Linked DNA regions of Pan troglodytes: region 2 is linked to region 1. Evidence: chromatin contacts called from public Hi-C data. All regions are on one chromosome and are shown on one strand. The core of a region is the stretch at or near the end of the contact, and the rest is flanking DNA. Distances in the headings are between cores, read along the strand shown. Region 1 holds the start of LOC134809103 (inactive serine/threonine-protein kinase TEX14-like). Region 2 holds the start of KIRREL2 (kirre like nephrin family adhesion molecule 2).

Evidence for each region. Hi-C and Micro-C count contacts between places; a contact is called where the count stands out from the background.
Region 2: a Hi-C map of induced pluripotent stem cells shows a contact between it and region 1, with 2.4 times the contacts expected there. The contact joins the promoter of KIRREL2 here to the promoter of LOC134809103 in region 1. A contact is called at or near these places in 3 of 7 Hi-C or Micro-C datasets (induced pluripotent stem cells and stem cell-derived neural progenitor cells).

The regions. Positions count from the first base shown.
Region 1 is chr20:38,916,849-38,923,256 of NHGRI_mPanTro3-v2.0_pri, reverse strand. LOC134809103 (inactive serine/threonine-protein kinase TEX14-like) reads left to right here and starts at 4,076. Exons shown (of 4, transcript XM_063801507.1): 1 at 4,076-4,228; 2 at 4,305-4,459; 3 at 4,541-4,601; 4 at 4,895-5,067. The coding sequence starts at 4,124. The coding sequence ends at 4,972. LOC104003359 (a long non-coding RNA gene) reads left to right here and starts at 5,929. Exons shown (of 5, transcript XR_008540995.2): 1 at 5,929-6,159.
Region 2 is chr20:38,978,436-38,984,843 of NHGRI_mPanTro3-v2.0_pri, reverse strand. It overlaps KIRREL2 (kirre like nephrin family adhesion molecule 2), which reads right to left and starts at 2,595. Exons shown (of 16, transcript XM_063800727.1): 1 at 2,255-2,595. It overlaps NPHS1 (NPHS1 adhesion molecule, nephrin), which reads left to right and starts at 1,477. Exons shown (of 29, transcript XM_016935727.4): 1 at 1,477-2,198; 2 at 2,306-2,521; 3 at 2,594-2,716; 4 at 2,889-3,017; 5 at 3,533-3,614; 6 at 4,325-4,428; 7 at 4,615-4,742; 8 at 4,831-5,002; 9 at 5,184-5,341; 10 at 5,582-5,726; 11 at 5,813-5,937. The coding sequence starts at 2,141.

The DNA.
Region 1 (6,408 bases), core at 2,827-5,326:
AGGGTGTGGCTTCAGCTGGCCAGTCAGCAGTGGTACCGAACACCGACTGTGTCCCGAGCTCTGTGGTCCCTGATGGGGCTTTAAGGGTGAACATGACCCTTGGACCATTGGGAATGAAATGCAGTGGGATGAGGATGAGACCCTAGACAGTATGGCCTTTCAGGTGGAGGATGCTTGAGTCTTACAGTATAAGAGTCAGCCACGCAAAAAAGGTGAAATGAAGTGGGGAGAGATGGTGGGGTGCAATGGCTCATGCCTGTAATCCCAGCAGTTTGGGAGGCCGAGGCAGGCAGATCACTTGAGGTCAGGAGTTTGAGACCAGCCTAGCCATCATGGTGAAACCTCGTCTCTACTAAAACTACAAAAATCAGCCAGGCATGGTGGCATGTGCCTGTAATCCCAACTACTTGGGAGGCTGAGGCAGGAGAATCATTTGAACCCGGAAGACAGAGGTTGCAGTGAGCTGAGATTGTGCCATTGCACTCCAGCCTGGGCAACAGAGCGAGACCCCGTCTCAAAAGAAAAAAAAAAAGAAGTGGGGAGTGATGGAAGAGGCTGTGCAAATGCTCTGAAGTCAAAATGAACTGCTCATGCATGAGTAGCAGCAGGACTTGGAGAGACGTGAGGCTGAAGTGGCCACAAGTCCACACAGTTAAGGGCCTCTAAAGGAGTGTGAGTTTTGTTGGATTTTGTGTGTGTGATAGGAAACTGTTGGCATTGTAAGCAGGAAATTAACATAATTAACATTAAATTAGGCTGGGCAACCTGTTCCACATGGCTCACACCTATAATCCCAGCACTTTGGGAGGCCGAGACAGGAGGATTGCTTGAGTCCAGGAGTTTGAGACCAGCCTGGGCAACATAGCAAGACCCTATCTCTATTTTAAAAAAATTACCTGGGAGTGGTGGCATCATATGCCTGTAGTCCCAGCTACTTGGGAGGCTGAGCAGGGAGGATTGCTTGAGCCCAAAAGGTCGAGGCTGCACTGAGCCTTGATCAGGCCACTGCACTCCAGCCTGGGCAACAGAGTGAGACCCTGTCTCAAAACAAAAACCCATTGAATTAACAATGTACAATTTCTGTTTTGATTTTTGTAAAGTTGATTGTGTTTCAGGCCACTTTCTGAACTTGCTTACTAGTTTTAATTGTTTTTTTGTTTTGAGACAGAGTTTCACTCTTGTTACCCAGGCTGGAGTGCAATGGTGCAATCTCTGCTCACTGCAACCTCTACCTCCCGGATTCAAGCGATTCGCCTGTCCCAGCCTCCTGAGTAGCTGGGATTACAGGCGCATACCACTACACCTGGCTAGTTTTTTGAATTTTCAGTAGAGAAGGGGTTTCGAACTCTTGACCTCAGGTGATCCACCTGCCTCAGCCTCCCAAAGTGTTGGGATTACAGGCATGAGCCACCACACCCAGCTGATAGATTTTCTTATGTTGAATCATCCTTGCTTTATGGGGATAAATCTATTCTATTTTATTTAAAGTTTTTGCATATATATGCAATTGATATATAATCTTACTTTCTGTTTCTGGAAACTTTCATCTAGTTTTGGAATTAAGGTCCTGCTAGCCTCATAAAATGAGCCTTGCCTTCTTTTTCTATTTTTCTTTTCTTTGGAACAACTCATATAAGATTATCTAGTCCTTAAAAGTGATTTGTGTTTTAAGAAGAGACCTCGGGCCGGGTGCTGTGGAGTGTGCTGTAGTCCTAGCCGCTCAGGAGGCTGAGGTGGGAGGATCACTTTAGCCCAGGAGGTCAAGGCTGCAGTGAGCTGTGATCGCACAACTATACTCCAGCCTGGGTGACACAGTGAGACTCCGTCTTTATTTTATTTTATTTATTTATTTATTTTTTTGAGACGGAGTTTCACTCTTGTTGCCCACGCTAGAGTACAGTGGCATGATCTCTGCTCACCGCAACCTCCGCCCCCTGGGTTCAAGTGATTCTCCTGCTTCAGCCTCCCAAGTAGCTGGGATTATAGGCATGTGCCACCAGACCTGGCTAGTTTTTGTAGTTTTAGTAGAGACAAGGTTTCTCCATGTTGATCAGGCTGGTCTTGAACTCCCAACCTCAGGTGATCTGCCCACCTCGGCCTCCCAAAGTGCTGGGATTACAGACGTGAGCCACCGTGCCTGGCAACACTCTGTCTTTAAAAAAAAAAAAAAAAAAAAGGCCGGGTACAGTGGCTCATGCCTGTAATCCCAACACTTTGGGAGGCCGAGGTGGGCAGATCACCTGAGGTCAGGAGTTCAAGACCAGCCTGGCCAACATGGCAAAACCCCTAATCTACTAAAATAAAAAAAAAATTAGCCTGGCATAGTGGCACACGCCTGTAATCCCAGCTACTTGGGAGGCTGAGGCAGGAGAATCACTTGAACCTGGGAGGCAGAGGTTGCAGCGAGCCGAGATTGCGCCATTGCACTCCAGCCTGGGCAACAGATTGAGACTCTGTCTCAAAAAAAAAAAAAAAAAAAAAAAAGGCCTCTGTGGGGCAGGATGAGTGCAGAAAGGCAGTTAAGATGCTGTTGTAAAAGATAGTGAGCTAATGAGTCAAATGCAATGCCGCAAATCTGGTATTCAGAGATTCCTGAAGGTCCACATTTGGAGGGGTTTTGTGGCAGAGACCACGCTGGGTTGGGCCCAGTGCATGAATAATTAGCCGTGTCTGCCAAGGACACAGGAGTGCAAGGACAAGGATACCATGCATTTGCTCTACCTGGGGTAGGGGCTGGAGGAAGAGGAACTGGGGAATGACGGGTTTGGAGACCCAGGGCTTGGGGCAGGAGTGAGTGGTTGGGAGGGGGAGCTGAGCAGGAAGCTGGTTGGGGAGGGGATTGGCGGAGGCCTGGAGGTAAGGACATGGAGGGGGCTGCCAACTGGATTGAGCCCTTAGATGCAGGCTTCAAAAATAAAATTGAGACCATGCATGGTGGCTCATGCCTGTAATCTCAGTACTTTGGGAAACCAAGGCAGGAGAACTGCTTGAGCCCAGGAGTCCAAGACCAGCCTGGGCAATATAATGAGACCCCATCTCTACAAAAAATTAAAAATTAAAATAAATAAAATTTGAGAGATCTGATAAAATCCAGAGTTTGCTTTACTTGAAGAGCTGAGTGCTGGCCTCATGGGACCTGTGTGTACCACACTGAGTCACAGCTGGGTGGAGTCCGCCTGTCCCGGCCAGTGCGCAAGGCTCCTGGAAGTCAAAGTCCCCTGAAGTCCACTTCCTCCTGGCCCATGGGGACCTTTGTGTGATTTTGATCCTCCTGGGTTGGGGGATAGATGTTTGCACGGCAGGCAGATGTCACCCCTTGTTTCAACTCTGTGGACTTAATGATTTGGGGAGCACTGTGTTGAGGTGGATTGCGAGGCATGGTCCTCAGCAGCTGGAGGGCAGGGGTTCCAGGACACAGAGATGGAACCTGGGGTCCATAGTCATCCAGTCATGGAGGGGCTGTGGAGGATGGGAATTGGCAAGGGTGTTTGCCTAGCGGCCCTCAGGCCTCCAACCCAGGAGTATGGGCCTGGGGCGTCCTAAGCCTGCCCGCCCCTTAGGTGTCCAGGTGGACGGGGAGAACCCTGAGGGGCAGACAGCGCTCTTCCTCTCGGCGCTGCTGGGCCACGGCTCTGCCATGCAGCTCCTGCTGGCCTTTGGTGCCAAGCCCAACCAGTGGCTGGCCAGCCAGTGATGCCCCCCATCCCCAGGGGCCCAAGTTTGAGCCCCAGAAAGCCTGAGAGCTAGGGCTCTCTTCCCCTGAGGCATCTCTCCCTCACGATGCCTCTTCCATTCCCTGGTGACCATCCTGTCCTCCCAGTAACCCTCCTTATTCTCTCAATTAACCCCTTCTCATTCCCCAGTGACTGTTCCCATTCTCCCAGTGCCTCCATGCTCGTAGTGATCCTCATTCCCTAAAGACCCCATCCTGCCCTCATGTGACCCCTCCCATCCTCATATTCACCTCCCATGACATGGTGACTCCTCCCATCCCCCAGGGCCCCCATCCTGCCCCTTTTTGTCCCTGTTCAGTCCCTTCCCTAATCGACTCCCACCGCGTTGTTCTGCTCTAGCCGCTGCCTGGATAGCAGCACCCCCGTGCCTGCAGGCGCCTTCTCTAGTGATGGTGCCCCTGCTGCAGGCAGGGGGTGACTTGCAACTGCATGACCAGCGGGGTCGCACACCACAAGACTGGGCTGAGCAGGGTGGGGCCAAGCAGAACTGGGAGGTGAGCAGTAGCCCTGGTGGGAGTGAGGCATCAGGGCCGGCACCCATCAGGCCTCACCCTACGTGCCCTCCTCCAGTTGCTGGAGTTGTTGCAGCTCTGCCGGGCCCACATATCAGCGTTCGTGCATGACGGTGAGTTGCCACCCATGGCATCTCTGGACCGGTTGCAGGCCAGATTTGGGAACAGCCCGCCTGGCTCCCTGTCCTCCCTGAGGCTGATGCAGGCAGACAGGTAACCGTCCACATTCTGAAGCCCACCCGCCCAACCATTCCCAGCCACCCCAGACTTACCCTCGGCCTGCCCCCACCCCAGGACGCTGAGGCTAGCACAGATCAGGAGAGCCTCCCAAGTCCCGGCCTTGGGGTTTGGTCAGGTAAGCAGGAGTGGCTGTAGGAGTGGGAACCACCCCTGTCTTCTTCGTGCCTCATGATCCTGCCTGTCCCTAGCTGAGTAGCCTGTGGCCACCGGGGCTGGTAACGGGCATCCCCCTTGTGGACCCCAAGGAGCTACTGGCAGCCCAGGGAGAGCCTGACTGCACCTATGAGAGCAGCTCCCCACCCTCATGGCCAAGGGAGAGCCCCGCTGTGCCCTTGCCAGCTCTCCTGCTCCCCTCCCAGGGAAAGCCCCCTCGTCTCAGGCCTGTACTGCCCCGCCCCTATTCTCCAGCCTCCTGTGGATGGGTCACAAAATGACTGTGCAGCAGCCGAAGGCCCCTGGAACCCAGACAGATGTGCTACTGGCTGACCTTCAGCACTGCAGGTACCTGTGCCAGCCCCCAGCCCGGCCTCCTGTTGGCCCTCCCACGGAAGACAAGGGTGTGTGGCCGTAGTCATGGCCAGAATCTTCACTTCTGGGCCAGCACCCGGCATGGAGCCCTCCTGCTGGGGCGATCCCCCCACTGGAAAGTGGGTGGGTACCAGTTGTGTGTGCAATGCCCTGTAGGCCTGAGAGGAGGTGGGGGTGGGGAGGGCACCAGGATGAGGTAGGCGGTGGGTGCTGGCCCTCCCACTGCTGGGCTGCGTGACCTGGGATCAGTCTTTCCTCTGTCTGATGGCAGGTGCAGATTGCCTGCCCTGGCACGTGGTGGGCAGTCTGGGCCCAGGAGCATCTCCCACCCTGTGTGGCTGGGGCCTGCTCGTGAGTGGCCTGCTGTCCTCCTGCCCAGCACGCTGCACCACCCTGGCCTGTTGCTGCTGATGGCACTGAGTCCCTCTGCAGATCTGTCGGGGCTGTGCCTTCTCTTTGAGCCTGTGTGGCTGGGCTCCCTGCAGGGGGTGCTGCACCCACCGAGACCAAGTGAGGAGGCACCCGGGACTGTGCTGGGCCTGCCGCCCGGCCCCCTGCTGCAGCAGGTGCTAAAGGCCCTGCTGTTCCTGCAGGCCCACTGGCGAGCTCACAGTGGCTTCAGCTCTCACACTGTGTAGCTGGTGCAGCCAGGCCTGGCTAAAGTGGGCCACCTGGAGCACAGGCGCCTCCTACGCCAGTGCTGGCTGCGGCCCAGGTGAGTGCCTGCCCTGCCTGCTGCCCCTTGACTCGGGCCTGCACGCTCCCCTCCTCCCTGTTCTCCAGCCTCCGTGGCCATGGGCAATGGTGTCTTGTAGACCCCAGGGAGGAGGTGGGGGTGGAGAGGGGCACTGTGAGTGGCATAGGAGCTAGGTGCTGGCCCTACCACTGCTGGGCTGTGTGACCTGGGGTCTCAGTTTTCCTGTCTGGTGGCGGGTGCAGGTCCCTGTCCAGCAGCCGTCGGCTCACCAGGCCCCTTGGGCTCCACAGGCAGCAGAAGGGCTACCCCTGGGGAGGCCCAGGCCCAGGGCTTCCCCCGCCCCCTGAACTATACCCATGGCTGCCACTTCAGCTGATCTGCGGTGACATGCCCACCACCACCTCAGACCTCTACAGCTTCTGCATCCTGACCCAGGAGGTCTTCACTGGTGAGTGAGTGGCTGCGCCCCACCCCATGAAGGCACCCTCCCGCTTGGGTCCCTAACTGTGCTTCCTGGCAGGAGAGCTGCCCTGGGCTGGGAGAGGGGGACCTGAGGTGAAGGCCAAGCTGGAGGCAGGGGAGAGTCCGGCCCTGGAGCCCCGGGTGCCAGCACCCTACCAGGCCCTGATTCGAGCTGGGCTAGGCCTAGCACCGGCTGACCGCTGGGGCAGCCTGCAGAGTACCCGATACCTACTGC
Region 2 (6,408 bases), core at 1,346-3,845, 63 kb before region 1:
CTGTATTCCCAGCTACTCAGGAGGCTGAGGCAGGAGAATCGCTTGGACCTGGGAGGCGGAGGTTACAGTGAGCCAAGATCGCACCATTGCACTCCAGCCTGGGTGACAGAGCAAGACTCCCTCTCAAAAAAAAAAAAATAGCCAGAGTGGTGATGCGGGCCTGTAGTCCCAGCTACTCAGGAGGCTGAGGCAGAAAGAACACTTGAGCCTAGGAGGTTTGAGGCTTCAATGAGCCATGATCACACCACTGCACTCCAGCCTGGGCAATAGAGAAAGACCCTGTCTCTACAAACAAATTTTTAAAAATTAGCTGGAGTGGTGGTGTGCACCTGTAGTCCCAGCTATTCAGGAGGCTGAGGCAGGAGGATCACTTGAGCCCAGGAAGTTGAGGCTGCAATGAACCAAGATCATGCCACTGCCCTCCAGCCTGGGCAACAGAGCAAGATTCCATCTCAAAAGAAAGAAAGATAAATCAAGATAGATAGAGGGAGGGAGAGAGAGAGACATGGAGAAGGAAAGAAGAGATGGGGAGAGGGCAAGAAAAAGAGGGAGAAGAAAGCTCATGCAGTCCTTGCCAAAGGGCGCCCACTTTGGGCTCACACTGCACCCACACTGGGGGCCGGTGGAATTGGACTCTGCCTTTTACTCCCGCCCACACCCTGTGCACTCCCACGTAAGACACTGTCACACACACGCTCTCCACATGCTTATTACAGATCACAGTTCACTCTAACCTTCCCCACTCTCACACCCACGTACACACATGGATATCTTCCCTCTCTCCCACACTCTCCCAGCCTGTCACACTCACTCACTCTTGCATCCTCCCCAGCAGAGATCCCTGACATCATTTAGGCACTGATGTCTACTCAAAAAAGGAAGGGAGGCCAGGTGCGCTGGCTCATGTCTGTAATCCCAGCATTTTGGGAGGCTGAGGCAGATGGATCACCTGAGGTCAGGAGTTTGAGACCAGCCTGGCCAACATGATGAAACCCCGTCTCTAGTAAAAATACAAAAATTAGCCAGGCATGGTGCTATATACCTGTAGTACCAGCTACTTGGGAGACAGAGGTAGGAGAATTACTTGAACCTGGGAGGTTCAAGCCATGGGAGGTGGAAGTTGCAGTGAGCCGAGATGCCACTGCACTCCAGCCTGAGCAACAGAGCAAGACTATCTCAAGAAAAAAAAAGAAAGAAAGAAAGGGACTTGCCAAGGTCATGTATCAGGGCAAGGAAGAGCTGGGGGCCCAGCTGGCTGCTCCCCTGCTGAGCTGGGAGACCACCTTGATCTGACTTCTCCCATCTTCCCAGCCTAAGCCAGGCCCTGGGGTCACGGAGGCTGGGGAGGCACCGAGGAACGCGCCTGGCATGTGCTGACAGGGGATTTTATGCTCCAGCTGGGCCAGCTGGGAGGAGCCTGCTGGGCAGAGGCCAGAGCTGGGGGCTCTGGAAGGTACCTGGGGGAGGTTGCACTGTGAGAATGAGCTCAAGCTGGGTCAGAGAGCAGGGCTGACTCTGCCAGTGCCTGCATCAGCCTCATTGCTCTCCTAGGCTCCTGGCCTGCTGGACTCTGGGCTGCAGGTCCTTCTTGAAAGGCTGCGAGTAGTGAGACAAGGAGCAGGAGTGAGGGGTGGCAGGAGAGAAGATAGAGATTGAGAGAGAGAGAGAGAGAGACAGAGAGACAGAGAGAGAGGAAGAGACAGAGACAAAAGGAGAGAGAACGGCTTAGACAAGGAGAGAAAGATGGAAAGATAAAGAGACTGGGCGCAGTGGCTCACGCCTGTAATCCCAACACTTGGGGAGGCCAAGGTGGGAGGTTGGCTTGAGGGAAAGAGTCTGAGATCAACCTGGCCAACATAGTGAGACCCTGTCTCTAAAAAAAAAAAGAAAAAAGAAAAAAAGTTTTTTTAAAGAGACAGAGAAAGAGACTCAGAGATTGAGACTGAGAGCAAGACAGAGATAGAGAGACACTCACAGGGAAGAGGGGAAGAGGAAAACGAGAAAGGGAGGAGAGTAACGGAAAGAGAGATAAAAAAGAAAAGCAGGTGGCAGAGACACAGAGAGAGGGACCCAGAGAAAGCCAGACAGACGCAGGTGGCTGGCAGCGGGCGCTGTGGGGGTCACAGTAGGGGGACCTGTGATGGCCCTGGGGACGACGCTCAGGGCTTCTCTCCTGCTCCTGGGGCTGCTGACTGAAGGTGAGTGGGATCCCAGCCTTGTACCCAGCGCCAAGTGGCCCCCATTTCCCACTTACCTTCCCTAGACAAACCCTCTGCCCTTTCCTCGCACCCCGCTGTGTCCCCAGGCCTGGCACAGTTGGCGATTCCTGCCTCCGTTCCCCGGGGCTTCTGGGCCCTGCCCGAAAACCTGACGGTGGTGGAGGGGGCCTCAGTGGAGCTGCGTTGTGGGGTCAGCACCCCTGGCAGTGCGGTGCAATGGGCCAAAGATGGGCTGCTCCTGGGCCCCGACCCCAGGATCCCAGGCTTCCCGAGGTACCGCCTGGAAGGGGACCCTGCTAGAGGTAAGGGATCAGAGCCTGAGACCCTCAGCCACCAGCGGAAGCTGCGGCCCTGACCTCCGGCTCCCCCTGCAGGTGAATTCCACCTGCACATCGAGGCCTGTGACCTCAGCGATGACGCGGAGTATGAGTGCCAGGTCGGCCGCTCTGAGACGGGGCCCGAGCTTGTGTCTCCCAGAGTGATCCTCTCCATCCTGGGTATGGGTGAGAGACCCCCAGGACCCATGAGTCTGGGCTTCAAGCCCTCCCCTACCCCACGACCCAGAAGTCCAAGCCCCCAGCCTCTCCTCTCCCAGACCCTGGGTACCGAACTCCAATCTTCAAGTCCTTCTCAGTGCTGGAAGCTTACCCCAGACCCTTCTCTCACCAGTTCCTCCCAAGCTGCTCCTGCTGACCCCAGAGGCAGGCACCATGGTCACCTGGGTAGCTGGGCAGGAGTACGTGGTCAGCTGTGTGTCTGGGGACGCGAAGCCAGCACCTGACATCACCATTCTCCTGAGTGAGTGTGGGTGAACTGGGTGGCAGGGGGCAGCATGAAGCCTCTGGAGTGGGAAGGGTGTGTGTTCCTGACCAGTACCCTTCTAAGGGCCCCAGAAAAGATGTCATCCCTGGGATGGGGACCCAGGAGAAGGTGTGGGGAGATGCTGAGGCCAGTGTGGGACCCAGTGGATGCGAGGGCACATCGAGGAGGGCAGCAACCAGCACAAGGCTGAGGCCCAGATAGAAATATGGGCAGTAGCGCTGGTGCAGACATGAGAAGCTGAGGGATGGGGTGCATGGTACAACCCAGCAAGGAGTTGAGAAGAGCGGGGAGGCCCAGGACCCAGCACTGAAGACTGCGGCATTCACGCAGTCCAGAAAGTCGGGAGGGGATGCAGCTCTGCCCCAGGCCCTTTTCCTCTAGAACGAGGAGGGAGGGGGCATCGCACCCACCCTGAGGACTTCCAGGCCATGCTCCCCAGAATCTGTCTTGCGGGGAGCCTGGAACCCCTCTAGCCCTCTTGTTGCCTCAAGGTGGACAGACAATATCCGACATCTCTGCAAACGTGAACGAGGGCTCCCAGCAGAAACTCTTCACTGTGGAGGCCACAGCCAGGTGTGGAAACTGAAACAACCCCCCAACCTTGACCCCTAATTGTCCCCATGGGAACCCCAGACCCCAGGGATGCAAGCATGAAGCTTGGGCTAGGTATGAACATCTGGGACCCAATTCTTCATCCTGACTCTCAAAGCTTCTTCATGGGGAACAGAGGTGGTGGCTCATGCCTGTAATCCCAGCACTTTGGGAGGCTGAGGTGGGAGGATCACCTGAGGTCAGGAGTTCAAGATCAGCTAGGTCAACATGGTGAAACCCTGTTTTCACTAAAAATACAAAAATTAGCCGGGTGTGGTGGCGCATGCCTATACTCCCAGCTCCTCAGGGGGCTGAGGCAGGAGAATCACTTGAACCCAAGAAGTGGAGGTTGCAGTGAGCTGACATTGTACCACTGCACTCCAGCCTGGGCGATAGAGCCAGATTCTGTCTCAAAAGACAAACAAACAAATAAACAAACAAAAAAACTTCATGGGAACCTCAGTTCTAGAGTCCCAAGCACTAAAGTTTTGGTCAGATGTGGGGCTCTCTGGGCTCCAATTCTCACTGTTCACCCCCAAAATCTCTCCCATGGAACCCTGGATCCCAGAGGAGATCAGCATGGGGACTTAGACCAGGTGTGGGGACCAGAGGTGGCATTCCCACCTCTTCTCCCTGACTCCCCAAATTTCAGATGATGACTCTGACTCTAGAACCCTGACTTCTCATCCCAGGGTGACACCCCTGAGCTCGGATAATAGGCAGTTGCTGGTCTGTGAGGCATCTAGCCCAGCACTGGAGGCCCCCATCAAGGCCTCATTCACCGTGAATGTTCTGTGTAAGTGGAGAACTGGGCCAACTAGGGCGCTGAGGATGGGGAGCAGGCACTGGGGGGTGTGGGGGGATCACAGGGATTATGGAAATTCAGGCACTCAGAGAAACATGGGGGTTCAAAGGCAGGTTGTGGGGCCTGGAAAGAGTGGATGGGCTACTCCAGGCCCACTGAGTGACTGATATCCCCCAGTCCCTCCAGGACCCCCTGTCATCGAGTGGCCAGGCCTGGATGAGGGGCACGTGCGGGCAGGACAGAGCTTGGAGCTGCCGTGCGTGGCCCGAGGGGGGAATCCCTTAGCCACACTGCAGTGGCTGAAGGTGAGGGCAAACGCGGGCATGGGGATTGGGGGGACAGTGGGGTCTGGGAGCCGGTCCTGAGCTGGCCCAGGCCTGTCCCTGTCTCCAGAATGGCCAGCCGGTGTCCACAGCGTGGGGCACAGAGCACACCCAGGCGGTGGCCCGCAGTGTGCTGGTGATGACCGTGAGGCCAGAAGACCATGGAGCACAGCTCAGCTGCGAGGCCCACAACAGCGTGTCTGCAGGGACCCAGGAGCACGGCATCACACTGCAGGTCACCTGTGAGTCCTGGTGCCAGCTGCCCCCCTGTCAGTCTGTGCCTCAGAGAACCATCTGTGTGTGCCCCCAAATTATGCCTACTGGATGCCAAAGATCTCAGCATCTGTCTCCAGTCCTGTTCTGTCTGGGCTGGTCTGTGAGAAATCCAGCCCAGCTTAGTGTCTTCCTTCTCTGTCCCTGCAGTTCCCCCTAGTGCCATTATTATCTTGGGATCTGCATCCCAGACTGAGAACAAGAACGTGACACTCTCCTGTGTCAGCAAGTCCAGTCGCCCGCGGGTCCTGCTACGATGGTGGCTGGGCTGGCGGCAGCTGCTGCCCATGGAGGAGACAGTCATGGATGTGAGGCGGGGGCCAGGCTCCTGGGTCTGAGCATGGAGGGGGCTGAGGGCATGACTCGTGGATAGGGAAGGGGATGGGTCCAGCAGCCTGGGGGGCTTTCTCCTTGAGGACCATGGGTCCAACAGAGGGGGAGGTAGAGATGTCTCCTGTGTCCCTGCTGGGGACTGGGATGGACTCAGGCCTCTAGCATGATGGATAGGGGTGCTGCAGTCCCCACGTCTGAAGCTCACTCCCTGCCAGGGACTGCATGGCGGTCACATCTCCATGTCCAACCTGACATTCCTGGCGCGGCGGGAGGACAACGGTCTGACCCTCACATGTGAGGCCTTCAGTGAAGCCTTCACCAAGGAGACCTTCAAGAAGTCGCTCATCCTGAACGTAAAATGTGAGCCCCTGCCCTGGCCCAGCAATGCCCCCAAGCCTCAGGACCCAGCACAGAGAAAAAGTCATTCTTCCTTCCTCTCCCCCCAGATCCCGCCCAGAAACTGTGGATTGAGGGTCCCCCAGAGGGCCAGAAGCTCCGGGCTGGGACCCGGGTGAGGCTGGTGTGTTTGGCTATCGGGGGCAACCCAGAGCCCTCCCTCATGTGGTACAAGGTTGGTGCCACGCCAGGGCTATGGGGGTGGCCAGGAATGTGGGGGAAGGACCAGGCCCCTTCTCTCCTTCAGAATCTTGGGCAATCTTGGAAAAAGATTAAATTTCTTGAAAAGTACTAAAGATTCTGAGGTTTGGCAAGGAATCAGGAAAGACACAAATGCTATGAGAATTAAATGGAATCCTAGGAAAATTCTGGGGAAACAGTGAGAATTTTAGGATAAAAATTGGAATTCTGAATCAAGATTAGGCATTCTAGAGAAAAGGTAATTTCATTAAAATTAAAGAAAATTCTAGTGAAAACCCTCCGAATTCAGGTGAAATGTCAGGAATTTTAGGGAAAGACTTGAATCCCAGAAAAAAAAAAAAAATGCTGTAAAATTTGACTGGGCGCAGTGGCTCACGCCTGTAATCCAAGCACTTTAGGAGGCCGAGGTAGACGGATCACCTGAAGTCGGGAATTAGAGACCAGC